Regions from separate parts of the Sus scrofa genome. Here region 2 is linked to region 1. A link is a contact called in public HiChIP or PLAC-seq data. All regions are on one chromosome and are shown on one strand. Each heading gives the region's core, a stretch centred on a gene start, on an enhancer-like site or on the middle of the called end of the contact. The rest is flanking DNA. Distances are from core to core; before and after follow the strand shown.

Region 1 (7,028 bases), core at 1,187-3,686:
GGTGGCAGAGGTTGGAAATAGCTGCAGGTTCCTGCTATGCTTACCAGAACCTCCAGAAATTTTTCAAGAATAAATATTCTCAAAGTGTTGTGTTGCCTTGATTGATTTCCAGGGTGATTAAATAGTTGTTCTTGTTAATGTTTTCCAACTTTTTATGCTTGTTTTCTGTGGAAAGGAAACACTCAGCCTATTTACATCACTAAGAGGAAGTCCTCTTTCTCCACATTGGTTTTGGGGAGAATTAAATGAGTTAATTTAGAAGTACCTTAGAAGTACCTAAAATAGTAGCCACTTTACTTGGCTGTTGTTATTATTACTATAATTATTATTTACTGTGCTTTTGCTGTGTGTTCTAGGAATTAGGGACACAGTAAAAAACTAAAGAAACAATAAAACATACCTTCATGAAAGAAGGAATGAGAGTTAGGAGCAGGATTGCAATTTTAAATAAGGTGATTAGGGAAAGGCTTTACTGAGAAAGTGATAGTGTAAAGAAATACATGAACAGTCAGAAAGAGCTATGGTGAGACCTGGGGTAAAGGGTAGGGGAATAAGTTTTCAGACAGAGGTAGTGACCAGCAAAATATCTGGAAGATGGAGTTTGCCTGACGTGCAAGATATAAGAGGAGGCAAGTGAAACAGGGAAATTGGGCAAGTGGGAGTAGTGTAGGCAATGACAGATGGGTATATGATGCCACATCACTGGTTTGGATCCCAAAGAGTTAGGAAACACAATGTATGGTTCTAAAGGAGAAAATAAAATGATCTGAACTGATACTTTAAAAGGTTTACTCTGGCTACGGAATGGAAAATACTATGTTTCAGAGACAAAAAATGGAAACAAGGAGGCCAGAAAGAGACTGTTGTTTATAACTCAGAAACAAAGATGGGGACTTAGTTCAGGTGGTTGTGGTAGAGGGAGAAGTGTCTAAATTGTGGATACATGAACTAGTATCCATGAGTAGAAAAGGATAGCAAAAATAGATTGGATTCTGGATATATCCTGAAAATAGAACTGATAGGATTTGTTAACAGATTAGGTATGGGCTATGAAATCCAGAGAACCATCAATGCCAGAGTTTTTGTTTTCCTACACATTAATTGTGTATGTTTAAATTTCTATAATCATTTTTCAGAACACTTTGGCGTTCTCTAGAAAAGCTGAGGATGCACGTGCATTCCCCAGCAATCTCACTTCTATATTTTTACCTTAGAGAGACTTTATTCATCTGCATCTCAAGACATAAACAAAACATGCACTACAGCATTGTTAACAAGTGCAAAAAAATGTGATAACAGTAAAATGGATTTATAAGCTCTAATGTATTTGTATTATGAAACAGCATAATCTGTTAAGATAAATAAACTTTCACTGTGAACATCAACAGGAATGAAAGACACATATAATATTGAGTAAATCCACCTAGATTGGAACAAAAACCATAAATCAATCCCAGATCTGCTTTCTTTCCCATCTTCTCAAAGAGAATGTGTGCTTGAGAAAAACTAGTTATGTCCCAGAATTAAATCTGGGTGGTCGGTCTGGAATGCACTATGTTTCTTACTATACTGGGTAATTTTCTGATTTGTTTGATATTGATTCAAACCCCAAAATACTAGGCTCAAAGAAGATTAAGAAGTGAGAAAAGGAGGCAACGTGGAAACTGAGACGCTACCAGAACTGCATTGGGCACAAATCACAGCTGTTTAGAACCAGAAGGAAACCTAGAGCTAGCTTAAGGCAAGCTTGAGGTATTAGAATATGTATTAAATTGTTAAAACATACTAGTGTTTTTCAATTTCTTTTTTGTGACTTATTTCCTACATAATTGCTATAGAGTCATAGAATATGTCCATATAATCTCATTCATTAAAGCCTTCTGAGGAGTTTCCATCGTGGCTCAGCAGACCATCATGAGTCTGACTAGTATCCATGAGGACCCAGGTTCGATCCCTGGCCTCGTTCAGTGGGTTAGGGATCTGGTGGTGCCACAAGCTGTGGTGTGCAGGTTGCAAATGCAGCTCAGATCCTGAGTTGCTGTGGCTGTGGTGTAGGGCAGCGGCTACAGCTCTGATTCGACCCCTGGCCTGAGAACTTCCATATGTCATGGGTATGGCCCTTAAAAAGATTAAAAAAAAAAAAAAGGCTTTTGAGACCTGCTTTTGGCTTAGTAGCTCATATGTTCCACTGAAAAGAAGGGGAAACATAGGATTTTGATTAGAATTACTTTGATACCAGTTTGGGAAGAAGTGTCATCTTCTAGTTCTTTTCTCTCCCTCATCTTCCTTTTGGTTTCATAGAAATGAAAACAATTGCACTGAAATAATGAGTCAGACCTTTCCCAACTCCAATCTGAAGGCTACACTTATCCTTCTTGCTACTTGGGGCGAAAACCTCAGTCTGTGACCAGGAAATGAGAAACCTAGATGTTTTCTGGAGGTGTGAATGAGGAAGTACAGTGCTTGACTAAGTATTTTCCAAGAAATTTTGCCCCATATATGGACATGACTTTTGAACCTGAAAACTGAGAGTGTGTGTTTTGTTTCTGAGTACTTCAGCAGCAGTACTTACGTCAATTTGTCCACATGGGCACGGACCACTGTGGCCAGTAAGTGGCAACAAAACCAGATTAGTTAATAGTATGCAGCATCAGCTCGTCAACAAGATAAACAGCTTTTCTAGGAAGGAAGTTTTTGTAGGAATTTCCCTTTTGTAGGGAGGGAAATTAAAAATAAAGTATGATTGTTGAATTAAGGCAATATTACTCAGTTAACATTTGTCAAGTGTTTTCACTACTTTACAGGAAAAAAAGATCAGAGGTTCATCTTTCTTTTAATTTGAATGATTTAAAACTAACTGAATTATGTGATACAAACTGAAATAATTTTAAATTCCTTGAGATTTTCCAGTGTGGTTAATAGTTTTAAAAAATGTTTCAGAGGGAAACTGACACTTTTGAACATAGGTGAATCTGTTTTAAAAACAAACAAACAAAAAAAATGAGACCTCATTCTCTGTTTTGTACCAAGGTCTAAGGCAATCTTAAGACATGTTTAGGAACTTGAATTCAGTTAAATTATTTTTCCTAGAAAATATTTACAGGATCATAAAAACCAGTTAAAAAAAAAAGGAGCGCTATAACATAGTGTAAATAGCCGATTTGTTCTCATTTCCACCCAATGTCTAACTTAGGGAACTTTAGGGACAAATGCAAGAAACTGTTGTTTCACACTCTCCCCTCTGACTCCCACAGATACTCCTGTCCATTTTGGAAGTTCCACAATTTAAATCAGGCTGATTCTTCCTTTTGGTTTCACAGGGTGTGAATAAGCTGCCCCTGGAAAAATGGGAAGTAATCCCATCGGAATGCCACTTTTATCTTCCTCCTTTGCTTCTCAAGGGAAAACCTAGATCGTGTCCTTGGTGTCATATGGAAACAAGGCTGCGTGGGCTTCAGGCTGTATTTCTCAAATTTAGGGCACTTACAGAGCCTTCCTCAGTAAATCTTTATCTTCAGTGCTGATAGATGCTGAAGTATTCACAAGAATAAATAGAGTTGTGAGCCTAAACATCACACCCAAACCAATTATACAGTAGTGCTTTCACAAAAACCTATGTCAATCACTCTGCACTCATCTCATAGAACTTTGTTAGATTTTTTCTTTTTTCTTTTTAGGGTCGCACCTGCGGTATATGGAAGTTCCCTGGCTAGGGGTCGAATCATAGCTGCAGCTACCGGCCTATGCCACAGCCACAGCGATGCCAGATCCAAGCCGTATCTACACCTTATCATTGAAGCTTGTGGTAATGCTGGATCCTTAACCCACTGGGCAAGGTCAGAGATCAAACCCACATCCTCATGGATACTAGTCAGATTCTTAACCTGCTAAGCCACAATGGGAACTCCAGATCTTTTTTTTCCGTATTTGCCAGCAATCCCTATTAGTCCCTAATAGTGCAACTCATTCTTACATCTATTGCTTAGAGAAAATAAAAATAGATTTTTTTAAAAAAACAAAAATATGTCCATGTTACTTTGTATTGAATTACTTTAAAGGTTATGTTTGTAAATATTCATAAAATATTTCAGTTACTCTTTTCCATTACCTTTTTATAAAACATAATGCATTTTACATGATAACTCCTAAACTCCCAGGACTATGAATCTTGAGCATCTTTTGGAGAAAATATATGAATACTTTTTAGATTTCATAAGGGACATGTAAACAGAGGGAAGAAAAGTCTTTCAGAGATTAAAGACTAGAACTGACTCTCATTTTCTCTCTAATTATGGTTTAAAATGTAATTGAGAGTTTAAATGAGATCTTGCTCATAATTTTTAAATCATATTTGAAAGTATTAGTAAATTAAATTATGTATTATATTATACATTTATTTTATTGTTCCTATTCCTAATTTAATCTCTTCAGCTAACATTCTACATTATATTATCAGTGCAGTAAAGCAGGAGTATGCATTTGGTAGAATGGAACATTTGGAAGATCAGAATTATAAAGTTTTAAGAGGTAGTATTCACCAAAATCACTTAACCTTAGAGGACTTAGATAACAGTTCATTCAGTGAGTGTGTACTTGTGTGTTACTCATTCATTCACTCATTTATCATAAGGCATAACTCAGTAGTTTTCAACCCTGGCAACATATCAGCATCATTGGGACTACTTTATTTTTTAAAAGTTCAACATGGTTTATTTTCAGGAACACTTTTGGGCATTTCAACGAATGCAGAGGGCTTGGAGGGGAGAGCAGAAAACTTCACTAGCTCCTTGCCAAGACAAGCCAAGTACAGATTAGGATCTGAGCCAGCTCCATCTTGACAAAGCTGTACTCAGGAGACATCAGTTTGTACCTAGATAAAGCTGCCATTAAAATATCTATGTCTTGGGTCATGTGTCTCTACCATAGAACATTTGTCTTCTCTTCCTGAAAAGTCAGTGGACATTCTTTCTACCTTTATCCTTGTTCTTTCCTCCTCCTTCTTGGGCCCCCTCCTCTACTTATTAAAATCCTACCTATCTTCCAAAACCCCATTAAAATGCCCCCTCCAAGAATCCTATCATTTAGTTTTGTAAGCTGTTTATTTGTACTGCAGTTGGAGTACTTACATTCTGCCTTGCAAGTCTCAAAATGGGAAGATAAAAATATATTCAAAAAGGATGTGCCAAAGTCAGTATTGGGATAGGAAAGGGAGTGAAGGAGATTCAGTATCTGTTTCCAGTTACACATGCCTTAGAGAAATTCTGACGTTCCCTTTTGGAGATGTACTCTACCCAATGAGAACTATTGAATATCATGAGATACTACAACCAAAATGTGTTACACATGCCTAAAACTATGGAGCCTGCCAAAATATTGAGAACTACTAATGAAGTTATTCTGAAAATATTTACGGAGACCCACTATATATAAAACAAATGCCTGTAGATTTTTTAAAGAGAATTCATAGAATGTAGGATGTTCAGCTTTAGATATTGATGGTTCTTGCTCAGAGCCAGGAAAGTTCTGTCAGTGTTGGGTAGAGGAGGGTTGACTCTATTCTAGGGAAGTTTTATTTTAACAGTGAATGAAATGGTATTAGCCACTGTTATGTTGTACCATGTACCATGTATTTTTTTTTCCTTGGCATATAGAAGTTCCTGGGCTAGGGATTGAATTGGAGCTGTAGCCACTGGCCTACACCATAGCCACAGGAAAGTGGGATCTGAGCCACATCTGTGACCTACATCACAGCTCGTGGCAACCCCAGATCTTTAACCCACTGAGTGGGGCCAGGGATCGAACCTGTATCCTCATGGTTGATTCATTTCCACTGAGCCACAATGGGAACCCCCTGTTGTACCATATTTTTGATTGTTAGCTAAATGAGCTAAAATAAATGGCTAAAGTGTAAGGGTAGAGTACATTCTCCAAAACTTTTCCCCTTGTTCAATGTCTGCACATCTGTACTTGCAGCATTTTCAGGCACCAAAACTTAGTCCCTTGCTGTAATTCTACTTTGCAATAAACTGCAATAAGTAACTGGAGGAGCTCACAGGAGTTTTGTAGCCTCTGAAAACTCTAGGGTACAGAGTGTGACAGTGGATATTTGAAGAGTGAAAAAGGTGATGATGGGGAAGAAAATGCTAGACAGGACGCTGCAGTGTGGAGTAGAGTTGATGGGGGCAGAAGAAGACTAAAGAGGTGGGGCATGAGGTAGGGAATAGCTATTTTAGAAAGTTCTCCCTTTCAGGTGCTACTTTCCTCCAGAAAATAGAACCAGAATTTTTACCCAGAATTGACTGAGTCCTTCATATTCCTCACACTAGGCTAGGTTCAAGACTTTGTCAGTTTCCCCCAATAATTAATCCAGCTCCAAGTACATTGGAAGCTTTGTTGTCTTACATTATGCTTTAGAGCAAAATATAAATCATCACTTTCATCTCTCACCTCTGTTCTCTCTCCAAAACCTCAAGTTCTATATTCCTTTTGACCTAAGATTTCTCCTCTCTTTCTTTTCTCTGCCTCCAGAATCCCCTCAGTTGCACAGAACAATTTAGTTCTGTCCTCAAATTTAGCCCATTCAATAAGACAAAAGCCTGATAATTGGCCTAAAATGACATCTATAGTTCTTCAAGCATGCCTGGGCATCTCTGGGGTGATCATGATTTGGTTATTATTTTCAGATTCATTGAATTCCTTATTAATTTTTTTTTCTTCTACCATCAGGAAATTTTTAAAAACCTTAATCACTGTACCTATAACCTACCTTTGTAATCAGAAAAATCATCATATGTGTTATTATTAAGATAGGCATTTCCTTATTTTTAACATAATTTATTTGAAATATATTGAATATACAATGATACTGTAGTCAAACAGGTTTATTTAAAATCACTTATTGTTAGAAAAAATCAGATTTTTTCAAAAAGAAACAAAAGTTTTCTAAAAATAGATCTTGCATTATTGCTTGAAAAATTAAAAAAAGAAAACTAGAAGTCTTTCCCACAAGAGATAAAGTAAATCTTTAA
Region 2 (7,028 bases), core at 2,576-5,075, 460 kb before region 1:
ATATTAACATACATTATTTTGGGAATTTCAGACTGAAATGAATGCATAATACAAACAAAATGCACATATAAAAGATGAAAATAGCCTACTGGTATTAGATTTGCTTCAAATATATTGGTATGTGTAGGCCATAGCAAGAAAATAAAATAAAAATGCAATGCATTAGATAAAAATTTTAGGTGTTTTTGGTTCTGTATAGATAAGTAATATTCAAAGATTTCTCTTGGGATAAAATAATATACTAAATTTTGTATATACACCCTTTTTTTGTAGCAGCAATAAACAATTTTGCCACATTTGTTAATTTTAATGAGCATAGTCAGAAATGGTCAAAACCAAAGCTCCCCCTTGATTTGGCATTAAAATACACATAAGACTCTAGAGGGCACTCTACTATTGTTTTTCTAGAGGTGGTGAAGTTCCTTTTAAATGCAGCAATGAATTCAAATATTTAAAATTTGACCTGAATACTTCCAAGGTCAGAATTTTTATGCAAGATCTTAAAATTAGTATGTGTTATTGGGACTTTTGTGCTTTGTGTTATATGCTTTCATTTGGGATAGTATGCTCTTTAATGCCTAGAATGTAATTAAGTTCTCAGAAGACTATAACCACATTTAAAAGGTTAAATGTTCCAATATGTGTAGGTCTAATTGTTTTCTCTGCATTGTTTAATTACCTTTAACTTAATTTCTTTACTTGATTGTTATTGTTATAGTAATAACATACTATTGTTACTATAATTACTAAAACCCTTTAGTCAGAGTTTTGGGATTTTTTTCTGATAGTGGAATCACCACATTACTATGATTTTTCTCTAATTACATGCACATTAAATGTAAATGGGAGGGACTCATCTATTGCCTGGATTTTCATAGGTGTTAAGTGAATGTTCTTTAAATCGGAATCTCAAGATTAAAAAAACTTTCAATATTAATGAAGAAATCACATTATCCATATCTGCACCCCTAGGCTGTTCATGGGCTATGTGATGGTTAAGAAACTGGTCACTCAGTGTTTAATTTAGCCCAGAAACTATTTTTGTTTCTCAGTAGGTTATAACAAAATCTGAATTTGATTGCATTTAAGCCATTGAATTCTCAATTCTAATAATGCACACATTCTCCCATTGTTGTACCTCACCTGACTGACACTTAAAAAGCCATGTGTGTTTAAAACCTCTGGATACATCCAGGATCTTTTGCTGGTAGCAGATGTCTCTGTTAAACACCACTTTGTGGTTGAGTAAGTGTTTCCTCCTTAGTTTACCTTTTCAGCTCTTGTGTATAAACCTATAGTTTCTTGAATCTATTCACTCTTTAAACTGAGATTTTATTTTTATTTGTACCCTCAGCTTTGCCAGATCTGACCAAGGACAACTGAAGTTTTAGGACTAGCTTAGTTTTTCTTTCCCTATTCTGACTTTGCTTAAAATAATGACTTGTGTTGCACAAAGTTCCCATCTCACATTCCATTTCCAGGAAGTGGGCAATGAATTTTTTTCCATATGTCTGAATTTTATCTTGTTAATAACTTCTAGCTACCCAATTCCTCTTCAAGTAACTGCATCTTTTTTCATTCTTTCTATTCAGTCCCTGGAAAGGGTAGTTGCAGATGAACTACAGGCCACCAGAGGGGGCTATGTTATCTGCTGCCATTTAAATGCATTGTACAGTCCTTCCAATCCACATTCCCATTGTGGTCCTTTCCCATCCACATTTATGGACAAATTTTGGCATTCTCCTGACACCAACATTTGCCCTCATACTCTACCTGGTCACAATAATCCATTACATTGGTGTAGCACTTTCAAAAAACCTGTATCAGGTCTAATAATAAGCATCTATAAATTGGATATCATCAGGTATTTTTTGCATAAATAATAAAAATGTGACTACGAAAGTCAAGATTTCCGTCCATGTATTCATATTGCATGTCTTCATTTTGTTGTTGTTTGTTTAATGTAACTGCAACTGGCTTTAATTTCCCCAAACTTATTGTTATTACTTAATAACAAGAGTCTGCTTAAGCTCTCACCCCACATTGTGAGGACTTGATATTTTTGTTTTGCTCGTCTGAATCAGAGCTCCTATTCTGACTCCAAAAACTGGATTATAAACTTACTGGGAATTTGGTTTATTATCCCCAAGGCTCATAATATCACTGTAAGCACACAGAGACATCTTCTCAGCTAATAACTCAACATTTTCTTTCAGTGTATTCCAAACTTAGCTGAGAAGAATCATGGGGGCCTTGTTTTATGCACATGTTGTCAGGTTACCAGATTTCTTCCCCAGGAACACTCTAGGTTAGCAGTTTTGGTGTGAGATCTGAAAATTTTTAAATAAGAATTGTAGACAGCTATCTTCAAGCAAATTTGAAAATCAGCTTCCTAGAGCAGAGTGTTTAAGAAGGGCATGAAATTAATCTGTTCATGCTCATTTCCTCTTCTGTGAATTTTTTCTCGGTAGATAAATTTCTTTTCTTTTAATCTCCTCCTCTGCCTAGCTTCTACTGTCAATGATATAATTTCATTTGGGATAGTTTATCAGCTCACTGTGTAATTTGGGTCTGGTAAGACATTTGATCTATAGATGCTCTTTGTCCTGAACTGAATTGGAACACATGATTCCAAAATTGTACAATATGATTTATGCCATAGTATTTCTAAAGGCCACACATTAAAGAGAATTTAAGTCCAATACTAGACTTAAATCTTTTCCTCTCTTCCCAAAGAGGGGATGTCTTTCCCTAAATGACCCCATCCATCCCTGCAGAAGCTGCCAGTCTATCTCAATGATGCTTAAGTTAAATTCTGGGAGGCTACTGACACATTATAAAAACAAAGTACATATAAAGAGATCACCCTCCCACAAAATGACAAAGCATGTAATGCTTATTTGTGTGGCTAAATTTCCTATTTTTCCCCTTTGACACTGTAAGTTTTCATTTATGTATCTTTTATATCCTCAAGTAGCCTACTAGAAGTTATTTTCAACTGAAAAATAAAGTTTTATTACCCAAATATAAAAATAATGAATCACTAATTCAGCTATTCAGAAAACCAGAAAATTTATTTTAGGCAAATTCTTTACTTCTGGATGACAAGACGAATACCTTGTTTTTGGATTCAGCGTATTTTGTTCAGTAATACACATATTTTTTTTCCATTGAGAAATGAATTCTTAAATAAGGTAATGAAAAAAAATCATGTTTTATTTACTTTAGATATCCAAGGCCTTTGCCAATTTTTTCCTGGCATAACACTGTTTTACTATGATTTGAATATCTGACAGACTTTCCATTAATATTCAAAATATTACAACAGTTGACTTCAATTTGACAGAAAAAAGAGAAGTGTAGCCTGGCCTCCAATATTATTGATGTGTTTTGAATAACAAATTCCAACCATGCTTGTGTGGCTTTGTACAAGGAATGTGAAAAGAAAATGTGAAAAAAAATAAATTGATAGTGATTTTATGATAAGCAATGATTTTATTGGAAAGAACACCCCAAAGAAAAAATATTTCATCAGACAAAAAGGAATATTTACATTAAAATAACAGAAAGCAGCTACAAAAACGTGCAAGATGTAGGTGTGCCTGAGGATGCAGGAAATGAGTGAGTTATGCTATTTCAAATTCCTATAATTTTGAAGATTGAAACAATTTAATACTATTATTAATCTTTCAAATATGTGTTCATAAAATTTTTCTTGTTTTAGAATCCACTTATTTTCAAACATTTTGATGGGTTTCAATGGCCTTGCTTATGTCTTAAATAGGATTGAGAAAGAAGAAATCATGTGCTAGTCATTCTGCCATTTATGATTAACTCCCTTGTCACAGTTAATCATCACCATGATACACTGAAGCAGGCTGTATCCTTTCCATTCAGACGTGAAAGTAAGTCTCAGATAAATTGTCATGCCTCAACACAGGCATAGTAATTTCAGCAAAACTGGAGGTAGAGCCTCAATCTTTTAGTTCAGTTAATCATTCTATAGTTTGTAAACTATAACAACATGCACTTGTAAGAGTTATAATTATTAACTAAGAGTATAGAGAGTTGCTAGAGTCTTTTACTGTGTAGAAAGGCCTTGTGTTTGATTCCAAATCCTATAAATGCTTAACACAATTAATTTTTTAAATTGAGTACTTCAGTGCATATGCCAAGTGCTTTACATGCACTATGATGTTAAATCCTCACAACATCACATTGCAATAAATATTACTGTTACTGTCATGCTTTGTACAAAAGAGGAAACGAGCTCAATGAGTCTGCATAGATTGCTTAATAGTCAGTGAGTGTGGAACCTACTTTTTCTCTGAACCATATCCTGTTTGAGCATTACATAGCCCATTGTCAGTCAGTGGTACAAATTCATTACATAAAGAATTATATATGCAGAAAGACTTACATGCTGAGAATTATGAAACACTGATAAAGGAAATTGAAGATGATTTTAAAAAATGGAAAGATATCCCATGGTCCTGGATTGGAAGAATTGATATCATTAAAATGCAATCTAGAATTTTTATGTTATCCCTATCAAATTACCTGTGACATTTTTCAAAGAACTAGGACAAATAATCCTAAAATTTATATGGAAACACAAAAGACCTAGAATTTTCAAAAAAATTCTGTGGAAAAAGAACAAAGCTGGAGGCATAATGCTCCGGGCTTCAGACGATATTACAAAGTTATGGTAATTAAAACAATGTGGTATGGCACACACACAAAAAAACAGACATATGGGCCAATGGAATAGAATAGAGACCAGAAATAAACCCATACACCTACTGTCATCTAATCTTTGACAAAGCAGGTAAGAATACACAATGGAGGAAAGTCAATCTCTTCATCAAATGGTGTTGGAAAGCTGGAAAGCCACATGTAAATCAATGAAGTTAGAACATTCCCTCACACCACACACAAAAAATTAAGTCAAAGTGGCTTAAAGATCTTGATATAATTTAGGATATCATAAAACTCCTAAAAGAGAGCACAGACAAAACATTCTCTGCCATAAACCATACCAATGTTTTATTAAATCAGTCTCCCTAGGGAAAAGAAATAAAAGCAAAAATAAACAAAGAAGACCTAATCAAACTTACAAGCTTTTGCACAGCAAAAGAAACCATAAAAAGACAAAAAGATAACCTAAAAAATGGGAGAAAATATTTGCAAATGATGCAGCCTACAGGGCTAAATTTCCAAAATATACAAATGACTTATAGAGCTCAATTTTAAAAAATTCCCAAAGCCAAACAACTCAATCAAAAAATAGGCAGTGGATCTAAACAGACACTTCTCTGAAGAAGATATACAGATGGCCAACAGTCACATGAAAACATGCTTAACATCACTAATTATTAGAGAAATGAAAATCAAAACTACAATGAAGTATCTATCACCTCACACCAGTCAGAATGGCCATTATCAAAGAGTCTACAAATAATAAATGCTGGAGATGGTGTGAAAAACGGAACCCTTCTACACTGTTGATGGGAATGTAAATTGATGCATCCACAATTGAAAACAGTATGGAGTTTCCTTAAAAAACTAAAAACAGGACTACCATTAGATCTAGAAATCCTATTCCTGGGCATATATCAGGAAAAGATTAAAAACTCCAATTTGAAAAGTTACATGCATTCCAATGTTCAAAGTAGCACAATTTCAATAGCCAAGACATGGAAGCAATCTAAATATCCATCAACAGAAGAATGAATAAAGAAGATATGGTACATATATATACAGTGGGATACAATTCAGCTATAAAAAGAATGAAATAATGCCATTTGCAACAGCACAAATGGACCTAGAGATTTTCATACTAAGTCAAGAAAGCCAGAGAAATACAAATATTATATGATATCATTTATATGTAGAATCTAAAAAAAAATGATATAAATGAACTTATTTATAAAACAGAAATAGACCCACAGACTTTGAGAACAAATTTACGGTTACCAAAGGAGGAAAGCAAAAGGAGGGATAAATTAGGAGTCTGGAATTAGCAGTTACAAGGCCCTACTGTATAGCACAGGAAACCATATTTAATAGCTTATAATAAACTATAATGAAAAAGAATACATATATAACTGAATCACTTTGCTGAACACCTGAAACTAACACAACATTGTAAATCAACTATACTTCAATTTAAAAAAAAAAGACACATGCACCCGCATGTTCATTGAAGCTCTATTCACAATAGCCAAGACATGGAAACAACCCAAATGTCCATTGACAGATGATTGGATTAGGAAGACGTGGTATATATACACAATGGAATACTACTCAGCCGTAAGAAAGAACAACATAATGCCATATACAGCAACATGGATGGAACTAGAGACTCTCATACTGAGTGAAATAAGTCAGAAAGAGAAAGACAAATACCATATGATATCACTCATATCTGGACTCTAATATATGGCACAAATGAACCTACAGAAAAGAAAATCATGGACCTGGAGAACAGACTTGTGATTGCCCAGGGGGAGGTGGAGGGAGTGGGAGGGATTGGGAGCTTGGGGTTAACAGATGCAAACTATTGCTCTTGGAATGGATTTACAGTGATATCCTGCTGTGTAGCACTGAGAACTATGTCTAGATACTTACATCGCAACATGAAAATGCAAGGAAAAATTATGTATACATGTATGTGTAACTTGGTCCCCATGCTGTACAGTGGAAAAAAAAATAAATAAAATTTTTAAAAAAGGAAAAAAAAAAGAATTACACATGCAGCTTTACACAGAGTCCATGATTTAATTAATCGTGGTTTAGGATTTTTCTGTAGTCAATTGCTCAATTAGTTTTTGATCTGTTAGTCTGGAAACCACTACCCAAATGCCATGATTTGGATCTAATAACAACTTTGTGTTTGACAGATTTAATGGGCATATATTTAAAAAAAACATACATAAGAGTGTACATATATATATGGAAATATATATGTATAAAAGAATATATAAGGATATATAGATATTTATATATGATATATATATTTAAAGAGA

Evidence for each region. HiChIP or PLAC-seq counts read pairs in DNA pulled down with a chosen protein or histone mark.
Region 2: a contact with region 1 is called in an H3K27ac HiChIP or PLAC-seq map of alveolar macrophages. The contact joins two enhancer-like sites. A contact is called at or near these places in 18 of 47 Hi-C or Micro-C datasets (adipocytes, embryonic fibroblasts, epiblast stem cells and 11 more) and 2 of 2 datasets of contacts at active chromatin or transcription factors (alveolar macrophages and skeletal muscle).

The regions. Positions count from the first base shown.
Region 1 is chr15:87,637,104-87,644,131 of Sscrofa11.1, reverse strand. The region is part of intron 14 of PDE1A (calcium/calmodulin-dependent 3',5'-cyclic nucleotide phosphodiesterase 1A); the gene reads left to right. Among named protein-coding and RNA genes, the nearest start is that of PPP1R1C, 180 kb to the right of the region's middle. Within about 2 kb of position 2,436, at least 1 of the 83 cell types and tissues checked has an H3K27ac peak or open chromatin away from gene starts, as enhancers often do. A contact at or near this core is called in alveolar macrophages, where this site is marked.
Region 2 is chr15:88,101,223-88,108,250 of Sscrofa11.1, reverse strand. No RefSeq gene overlaps it. Among named protein-coding and RNA genes, the nearest start is that of DNAJC10, 94 kb to the left of the region's middle. Within about 2 kb of position 3,825, at least 4 of the 83 cell types and tissues checked have an H3K27ac peak or open chromatin away from gene starts, as enhancers often do. A contact at or near this core is called in alveolar macrophages, where this site is marked.